Regions from separate parts of the Rattus norvegicus genome. Here region 2 is linked to region 1. A link is a contact called in public Hi-C data. All regions are on one chromosome and are shown on one strand. Each heading gives the region's core, a stretch centred on a gene start, on an enhancer-like site or on the middle of the called end of the contact. The rest is flanking DNA. Distances are from core to core; before and after follow the strand shown. Region 1 has its middle 27 kb from the start of Arap3. Region 2 has its middle 65 kb from the start of Pcdh1.

What was found. A called contact is a pair of places that touch in the nucleus more often than the background predicts.
Region 2: a contact with region 1 is called in a Hi-C map of liver, with 5 times the contacts expected there. The contact joins two enhancer-like sites. A contact is called at or near these places in 10 of 12 Hi-C or Micro-C datasets (the A7r5 cell line, Schwann cells, frontal cortex and 5 more).

The regions. Positions count from the first base shown.
Region 1 is chr18:30,109,277-30,114,102 of GRCr8, reverse strand. No RefSeq gene overlaps it. Among named protein-coding and RNA genes, the nearest start is that of Arap3, 27 kb to the right of the region's middle. Within about 2 kb of position 2,337, at least 35 of the 93 cell types and tissues checked have an H3K27ac peak or open chromatin away from gene starts, as enhancers often do. A contact at or near this core is called in Schwann cells and liver, where this site is marked.
Region 2 is chr18:30,223,285-30,228,110 of GRCr8, reverse strand. No RefSeq gene overlaps it. Among named protein-coding and RNA genes, the nearest start is that of Pcdh1, 65 kb to the left of the region's middle. Within about 2 kb of position 2,815, at least 54 of the 93 cell types and tissues checked have an H3K27ac peak or open chromatin away from gene starts, as enhancers often do. A contact at or near this core is called in Schwann cells and liver, where this site is marked.

The DNA.
Region 1 (4,826 bases), core at 1,088-3,587:
AGCTTAAGACATTTGTCACCAAGATTGAAATTGATCCCCAGGAATCACAGAGTTAAAGGAGAAAACCAACTCCCACAAAGTTGCTCTCTGACCTCTGCATATATATCATGGAGTGATTACATGAGCTCATCGAATAAATAAATAGTTGTAATTTTTTTTAAAGAGGGGAGGGGTGGGTTTGGTAATGGGCCTCACCTCACAGTATCTGCCAATCACCATGAAAATTCTGGCGTTGCCCCCGAGTGAGAGATAAGGTCACTGAGCAGCCACTGCTGCCCTATCTACCTCAGTGTGGAGAGTAGATAGCAGGGCAGATGGGCCAGGAAGCCATTATAGCAGTGGAGGAGAGAGATGGGACAGCAGAGGCCAAGATGCTGTGGAAGTGGCAAGAAATGGTCGGGTGCTCTGTGAGTCATGACAGAGGTGCTGACAATGGCTACTGCCGAGCTGCATGTGGGTGTAAAATGAGGAACCAGAAATGACATCAAGGTGGACACAGATTTGACGGCTCCTCTATTCCCTGCTGTGCTTAGGTTGACCCAGACTCTCTGCCAAGGATTAGAAGGTACTTCCTAATTTCATCCCTACCTGTCAGCTGATCTTCCAATACCAATGGGTATCAATACTATTTGACACTTACTGAATGTTAACCTCATTCATTTCCATAAAAATCCAGTGACAGGAAAGTTGGGGTTAGCCTTTTATTATGAATATACCCATGTAACAGGAGAGGAAAGTCAGGTACAGAAAGGCTGAATAACTTGCTCTGGTCACAAAGACAGAAAATAGAAAACCCGGGATTTGAACCCAGGACTACTGTTTTTCTTCTTTCCATTCTTGTTTTGAGGGCTGGGGCTTGAGACTTGGCAGCTCTTGAACTTGCTCTGTAGGCCAGGCTAGCTTCAAACTCAGAGATCTGCCTGCCTCTGTCTGCCAATGCTGGGACTAAGTGCATTCGCCACCACACTCTCCCCCAGGACCGTTTCTCTAAGCACCACCATGGGAGAATGACATTTTCATTCTACAATCAGCCATGACTTCACTCTCTTCACCTCAGCGTCCTCTAGTAGGCCAATGCCCAGACACGCCTCATCTTTGCCTGATGAAACTGCAGTCTGAGAAGCCAGGCAGAGCTGGGGATCCTTCTCTGTGTACTGAGGTTTCCCTTCTTGCTGTCTTAGCCCTGAAGGGGGCTGTGGCAGGTTACTCATGGAGTGCAGTGTGGAAGTTACACATGGAGTGCAGAGGCCCTTACTGCTCTCACAGCTGAATCCAGGGGAAAACAGAGGCTGGCACACAGGCCTTGGTAATGACCTCAGACTGATAAACGCAAGCCCAAACCCTCTCTGCCAGTCTCTGGGGGTCTGTGCCCCACCCCTGTTCCCTAGACATTTATAGCTGCTTCCGCTGCCTGCTTTCTCTGCACTTAATTGAACTTTACATAATGCACTAACACCCAAACACCAGACATGAACACGATGATCTCCATTTTACGGCTAAGGAAACTGAGGCTCTCTCAAATTCAGCCAATCACATTCTGATGAATCGAACTTGACTTAGGCAAAGCCTGACTCAGAACCCACCACTCAACAAGTGAGCAAAGCCACAGTGTAGAGTGAAGGCGGGAGCTAAAGGGCTCCTCTCCTCCCCCTCAGCCCTCTCTCCTCATTTATCTCCCCTTCACGCCCTTAATAAAAGCCCGGAGATTGACCGATGGAGGGGGCTGATTTCCCCGGGAGAGAAGCATCCTTTACACAAGAACATTCAAACAGGATCAGAATTCGTCCGCGAGGCACAGGCTTCAGAAGACAGCTGGGGACGGAGAGTTGCTGGGAGAAGGAGGTGCAAAGGGATGGGGAACAATCTTTTATTTATTTATTTCCCTCTAGGAGCCTTCACCTTTCATTAAAACAGCCTCCGGATGTAGGTGCAATCAAACATTCATTAGACAAGCAAGGTACATTTAAGAAAAAGCTAACAACGCCCAGCGCGCGCGCACATCCACACATGCAGCAATAATCAATCTGCGAAATGAAACCAGTCCTTCAGGCGAGAGAAACAGACCGTGTTCCTCCGCACCCGGCTCCCCAGGCCCTGCGTCCCTGTCCCTACCACAATCCCGCACCCGCGGGGGTGGGGGACGCCCCACTCCCCTGCCTCTGAAGCGGGACAAAAGTGGGGCGGGAGTGAGGGCGTTCCTCCCAGCCTAGCTGCTGAGCCTTAGCAAGGTTTTCCACAACCTGAAACTCATAGAGTTCGCACATCTGTCTCCAAAGCCAGGCTCGGAGGTTGAGTTCATCCCTTGCCTAATACAACCCTCTGCTTAGGACAGTGGGACAGGGGCCAAGTGTCCTGCAAGGTTGGTTCCCCGTTCTGTCAATCAGGAAGGGCTTCCCGGAGGAGGGGATGGCGGCGGAGCGGGGGAATGGGGGTAAGGAAGCGGCTTGACAGATGGGGAGTGGGAGGCTCTTCCCAGCATATGGGGCTGCGTGGGTGGAAGGAGTCTAGGCTGGGTGGGGGATGGAGGGGCGCCGGGCTGCAGAGACAGTCTTTGGAGCGGGAACGGGGGCTGGAGTGGGGGTGGGCGTGTGAACCGGACGGAGGGGAAAGAAGGTAACCCCCAAAGGTGGAGGCGGGGAGAGGGGGCGGCCACGGCCGAACTCTCCCTGGAGCCAGCGAAGGCGTCGCGTTCCCAGCGCCTTGCACAAGGGCGCCCCCTGATGGTAACTCTAGAGTCAGACACGATTTCAATTTTCTTAAAGAAAAATAAATCAGTTTAGCGAAATCCTTTTTTAATTTTTGTTTATTTATCTTTTTTGATACAAGGTCTCATGTAGCCCAGGCTGGCCTCGAATTCTCTATATTGCAAGGAGTGACTTTGAACTTCTGATCTTGCCTTCACCACCCCAGTGCTGGGGTCGTAGCATCACACCTGGTTTAAATTTAACCAGATACATTCAAGTCCCTTCTGACCTGAGATCGCCCTTCTAGAGGCACCCCAACCCATTTTACAGCTCCTATAATTGAGGCCAGCGAGGTCAATGAGGCTGATCTGAGAGAGACAGGACTCTAATCTATGGATTCATTCACTCAACACCTAAGCCCTTCTTGCAGGCAGGAGATACATTGCAGGACACAAATGATCAGGCCTGGGGTTTAACGTCTAGGTGAGGAGACTTAGACTATATAACAAATGAGAAAAACAATGTCTAGTTGAGGAGTAAATGAGCCCGCCTGTGGAGCTAGGCAAGGACTACACCTCCTCAGCCTGCCTCACCGCTCCCTAGGGGACCAGGGTGTGTCAACCTTGACTTCAAGATAGGCTACAGAGGAAGGTGGCTCTGGGGGTGAGACTCAGAGGAAGTAGTTCAGACCCCCAAGGCCAGAACACTCCCAACCCCAGTGTAGCTCTTTGGTTTAGCCATCAGCACCTGCTGCCTCGGGCTCTCCCACGGTGGCCAAGCTGCTGAATTACTTCCTACCCCAACCCGATGAGGTTTTAATCTGTTTTTATACAACAGCCATGCTGCCTGCGCTCCTGTTATTACCGAGTTTTCTGTACCCTGATCCTGCGTCTCCTGGCAGCTCTAACCAAGGGAAGGTTCTGAGATGAAGCTGGGAGGGGTCCCCTCACTCTGGAAAATTTTATGGGAACACCAAGGTTTGATGTGGGCAGGAGCCTGGAGCACTCAGGCAACAGACAGTGTAAGACAGGATTTCAGCCCTGCCCTCAAGGCTGGGCTGCAGTCAAAGCCTAGGATTTGGGTGTGAAGGGATCAAGTCTACAGTCTACAATTTGAGCTCAGGAGAACAGCGCTGTGCTTGCAGAACCGGGTCACAGTTTGGGTACCTTTGCAGCTCCAAGCAGAGAGATAGAAGAAGAGGGAGCACAGTAGGCCCACAGCCGCCTGTAATCCTGACACTCCGTGGGCTAGAAGGAGGAGATCAATGTAAGTTTGAGGCCAGCCTGGTCTACATTATGAGTCATAGGCCAGCCAGGGCTACAGAGTAAACCCCAGCTCAAAGAACTGAAAAACTTAAAATAAAAAAAAAAAATCATGGTAGTTCTGGGTCTGTGGTTTACCGTATTGACGCCCAAGGGTCAGTTGGTCCTGCCCACTTATGGAATGGGAGTGGCTGCTACATCCACTGCAGGTTGGTGTCTGCACTTGACCATGTAGAGAACTATGCCAGGCAGTATGGGAGGAGGCCTGGGCTCTACTCCCTGGAGAGATTGTTTATGAAGCTTAGGTGGACAGAGGTGGCAGGCCCACGTGAAGGGCTATTACTGTTAGTCACAGCTCCCAGATGCTAATAAAGGTGTGAGGAGGCATCAGACAGACACACACACCTAGTTGCTCCACATTGGGCCAGTGACAGACACATTCAGTCTCTGATAGCTGTCCGGGCTTGCAGCTGAGGTAACCCTCCCTGCCTCCAGCTCCACCTGACAGTGGAGAGTGTGGGACACAGGTTTCCACTTGCTGCTGGGTCTTTTTCTTATGGTGCTAGTGGACGCTTGAGTCTGGCCTCTCAAATGTATAGAATCTCAGCCTGACTCCTCTGTGGGCCAAGCCCCCAAACCCTTGCAGGGGCTGGGGCTGTCTACTGATGCTACCCTGGCCTCTCCTGCCTCTCTTTGTGTCCGCAGCGTGTTCCTCCTGGGACAGTTTCACTCTAAACAATAACCTTTTGAAGAGAGGGACTTTATCTATTGAGTCATCGATGGTAAATGGTCAATAAATATTTATAAAATTGAGTTGTCTCTGTCCCGGTTGACTGTTGTAGCTCTCTGGGAAGATTATTTTTTTTAAGTTTAAAATAAT
Region 2 (4,826 bases), core at 1,566-4,065, 110 kb before region 1:
GGGCTGAGTTCTAGGGTCTGAGAGTTAGTTTGGTGGCTGCTGCAGACAGGGCTGGGCTCTGACATTGAGTCCCAGTTTGAGTCCCGGGACTCATTGGGGTGCCTGCCTGTGCCTTGGAGCTTCATCTGGCAGAGACACAGATCTATGCACTAAGATGAAACAATTCTGGAATGCAAACAGAAGCCCAAACCTCGGGGACCACAATGGTGTGGAGGGGAGCTGAGCCTTGGCTCCCTCTAGTTTCCACCCTCTCCCTTCATCCACCTCAGCTCAGCTTCTCCCCACCTCCACTCTCGCCACCGTTTCTTTTCCCAGCTTGTGGCTTTCCACTGAAAGAGAAGAGGGAGAAAGAGAGGGTAGAGGAAGGCCTGGGGGAAGGGGTGTCCACTTTGTTGATGTGATGCTGCACTTGTTCTGTGAATGAAGGTGATGTGGGTTCAGGGTGGAGGAAGGGGGTGGAGGGAAGCACTGGGTAGGGCAGCCTGGGATGGGGTTGCCATGGGAACAGCAGCCTGCCAGGAGCCCTGCCTTCAAAGCCGAGGTGCTGTGCGTGTGTGGCAGGTTCCTGAGGGAGGCGGGTGGTGTGTGGTGTGTGTGTGTGGGTAGCAGTTCTGATGGGAGCCCCCTGGGAATCCAGCTCCTGGATTCCAGACCAAAAACTCTAACCTGAGTGGGAAGTGGTATCATTCAATATTTCCTGGCAGATGCCCCTCAGCCTCAAGCCCTCTCTTGCAGGTATGGGGGTGGAATCATTCCGGCCGTTTCGAAGGGGGCCCTAATTGAGTCCTCTGCTGGCAACACCTCTTCCCTTCAAATGTGTTAGGGGTGGAGCCAAGGGTCTCTTCCTGTGGGGAGAGTAGTAATGGAGGGTTTGCCTTGTCAGACTCCGGGCTGTGAGCCGAGTCCAGTCACTTGAGGCTTTTAGTTCTAACCCCGAGGGGATGCTCTGGAGCCTGAGAATTTGGCCAGGTGAGAAACCCACTGTGCTTGAGATCTTCACGTACACTAGTGGACACCGCTGTCATCAGTGACCCTCCCGCCACTAGGGGGGGCCACTGCGCAGCATCCATGGTACTAGGACAGCTCGGTGGGGAAGAGCTGGAGAGGTAGTGTGGCTCAGTGGTATTTTCTTCCTTGGAGCTGGCTCCACTAGACCACGCCACAGGAAACCCTGCTGGCCTTCTGGGGAACCAGCACTCTGGCGTTGTCATTCAGTCTTAGCCTTCTTGGGCTCGATGCCTGGCTGTTCACACAGAACCTCCATCCTATTCAGAGCAGTTCTGCAGTGCCTGCTACTCACCAGTGCGTGCTGGGCATTGCAAGGGGCTTTAGACCCATGCAGGAGGCACAAGCTTCACACAACACATCCGACATTAGACAGGCAAGCTCTCAGACCTGACAACCTGCTTAGAATCCTCATTGCTGGCTCTGTGATGGATCTTGGGCAAGCTTACTAATGTGAGCCTCATTTTCCTCACCTGTAAAATGGTGACAATCGCAGTACGTAGCGTGTGGAGTTGTAAGGATGAAATGAGAAAACAGAATGAAGTCTGTCAGGGTCTGGCACGGGAAAACTCTCCCGCAACGGGGGTGCCAACTGTTACCAGTGAGTCAGACAGGGATGTGGTGGAGGCCGAGGTGAGTAATGGCAATGAGACAACCAGGGAGGGCTTCCTGGACATAGCATCAGGACTGAGTCTGCAGGACAGCTGGGCAAGGCTCGGCAGGAAGGAAGGTATTTAGAGAGTTTGTTTGTTCCTTGCAACACTAACTGCCCAGGAGTCCTCTCTCCTGGACCCTAGCCTAACTCCCTCTGGCTCCTCCTCCTCCTGTTCTGCTTCCTGTCCTTTTCCTCCTCCTCCACATCCTTCACATCCTCCACCTACTCCCTGCGAAAGGAAGCCAGCTCAGGGGCAACAAGTTTCACAAATAGTGACCACTGCTTGGTGCTGCTTAGTGGCTCCCGACCAGGGATTGTACCCCAGGGACATTCAACAAATGTGTGCTGTCATCTTTGCTTGTCACAGTTGGGAAACAGGGATGCTGTTGCCTGGCCGTGGATACAGAGACAGTCCTTTCCCCTACAAAGAGTGAAGTGGTTCTAACCAGCGAGAAACCCTGGCTTGGATTGAACACTTCCACTAGGGAGAAACTGGGCCACCTTGCACCGGACTCCTGTGGTCCTGTCACCGTCTCCCCACACCTAGGCAAATCACCCCCCCGACCCCCAGTCTCTCTGTATGTTCTAGTGTAGCCCCCACTCCCCCAGTGCCTCCGGCCTCACGCCCACCCGCCACTCAGCTACCAGTGCCACTTCCCCTAGGGTCTTGTCCCCTCTTTCATCCTCTGCCTCGCAGGGGTTGCGGACCGCCTGTCAGGCAGGAGTCAGCCGGCGGCAGCACGAGGCTTCAGAGACCGAGCTGCCCGCTGCACTCGGCCAGCCTGCCCACTGATTGGCCGAGCTGCTGTTTCCATGGTGATCGCCCGCAAAGCCCGGCCCCCACCTTCCTTCTCCTCCCCCGCCCCCCCAGGCCCTATTCAGTAGCGAGAGCAGCGACAAGCAGGTTAATAAAACAGGAGCCGCGTGAGGAGCCAGGCTGTGGGCCGAGGTCCCAGCGTGGTGGCCCGCCCAGAGGAGAGAGGGGCGGTGGGGGTGGGGAGTAAGAAGCTGGCTTGGAGCTCAGTTAGTGTCCGCCCCATTCCAGCCAATCAGGGACTCCACCTACTGCAGGTGCCTGGGCTGTGCCTGCCCTGGGATATTGGGGGTTCATTTCCTCATGGTGCGCCTTCCCACAATGGCCTCTGGGGGCAGTGTCCCCACCCCCAACAGAACCTTGAGAGCACTGTAACTGAAATGGGAAAAGGCTGGGAATGAGGGGAGAGACGTGGGGCGGGAGAATAGGGACTGGGAAGAAGGGTAGAGCTGAGTGGTGTCGCGCTTGAGGATGGGGAAAGAGAAGAGGAGAAGGAGGAAAGAAGTAGGAATGGGGCTGCTGGCTAAGCTGAGTTGTTTGGGATGGATGGAGAGTGGAGCATGAGGGTTAAGAGGGGGGCTTCAGGAGGTTGCAAGTTTAAAGGTCGAGAGGAAAGGGTTTGGAGCTGGGACTGGAGGAAGGAGGTGGAAAGCGCTATGAAGGTTGATAGGGACAGACGTTGCTCAGAACAGCCCCAGGCTGACTCATACCACCATGTGTCCAGCATAGAGCCTGAGGGGTCGGTGCTGAGTGTGTGCTTACTGCATAATCACGGCAGTGGAGGGATGAGGTGGAAATTGGTGGGCTATGGATGCTGGGAATATGCACTGGAGTCAGTAACCCCAGCGACACCTCTCCTCCCCAGTATCAACCTAGTATTTGCTGACAGGTCTGTGGTACACTCTGACATGGATGACCTCATTGAGCACTTACAATAATCCTTTGAGGCAGGCCTGTTACAACATCTACCAGAGATTCGGAGAGGTTTGGTGACTTATTCAAGGTCACAGGGTTTGGGTTCTGTTACATATGTATGGTGGACATGTAATCAGCATCTATATCTGGGGTTGAAGTGTTCTGGCCAGCACCAAGCAGTGTGGGTTGGTGCTGGGGTAAGAAGGCACTCTGGGTTCAGAGGTCAAGGATGGATCTGGCTCTGATGTTGAGCCAGGGGTTAGCCATCTGTGACATCATCTGGCTCCATACTCAGTGCTTCCTGCTGGGGGAGATGCTGGATTTGCTGGGGGTTTTTGGTTTGCTTTGTTTGTGCTTCATTGGTGTTGAATTGTTGTGTGACAGACACAGAGACCCTATAGCAATTCACAAGCACTGTCCTTGAAAATCATCTATTTTCAAACAATGGAGGAGCTCAGAGCTAGTGCCTCGAGGTCTAGAGTGGAAAGAGTGGGGGGCGGGGAGTAGAATAGCTTGGCTCTAAGTTAACTGTGATGGTACAGATCTGTAATTCCAGCATGCAGGGGGTGGAGGTAGGAAGATCAGGAGCTCAGGGTCATCCTTGGCTACATAGGTAGTTTAAGGCCACCGTGAGCTAAATGTCTTTAAAAAATAATAAGAATGTCTCAGCTCTAGATCTGTCTGCGCCATGGCCTTGGATAGATCTTATCATTTCTATGAGCCTTGGGTTCTTGGTGTTACAGGTGGGATGATGCCTGGGCCTGTAGAAAGTTCTTGATTAATGTGGCTTCCTTTTTGGGAGCCAGGAGGTCTCTGTTGGTACTGGTTCTGAGGGATTTGTAACACCCAGGGTGAAGATACCTCCTGGACTGTCCCCACTTCCAAGAATGGAGACAGCCTCCTGGCCTGAAAACATGGTGAGCCAGGGATGTTCCTCGCTCTGAAATGGGACAGAAGGATCCAGGCTAAGGGAGGAGAGGGGGGAATTACTGCATCGCATCTCTCCATTCTGCATCCTTGTCCCTGATCCCACCAGAGAACAGCACTGAGAGAGGCCAAGCCCCTCAGCAGAAGCCCCAAGCTTTTCAGGCCACCCACTGGTGGCTGCTGCCCCTGCAGCCTGCAGGCTCTAGGGACAAGACTGAAGGCCAGGCCACCGGCTAGGAGCCCAGGCCAGGGAGGGCACAGGCGGCTGCTGCAACCTGAACACTCGATAAACCATTAATTCTTAATAAACGACAGGCTGTGCATTATTTAACAATAATGATACTTTCTGTTCCATTATAGATTAAAACACCGGCCTCTTCTTATTAATCCTGCATTTCAAAAGCTTGTAAATCCTACACAGCCAGAGGAGATAAAAGCAGGCTCAACCCCATCCCGGGGCTGACACACTCTGGCTGACATGGTGGCTCAGCAGCTCTGCCTGGGCGCTCA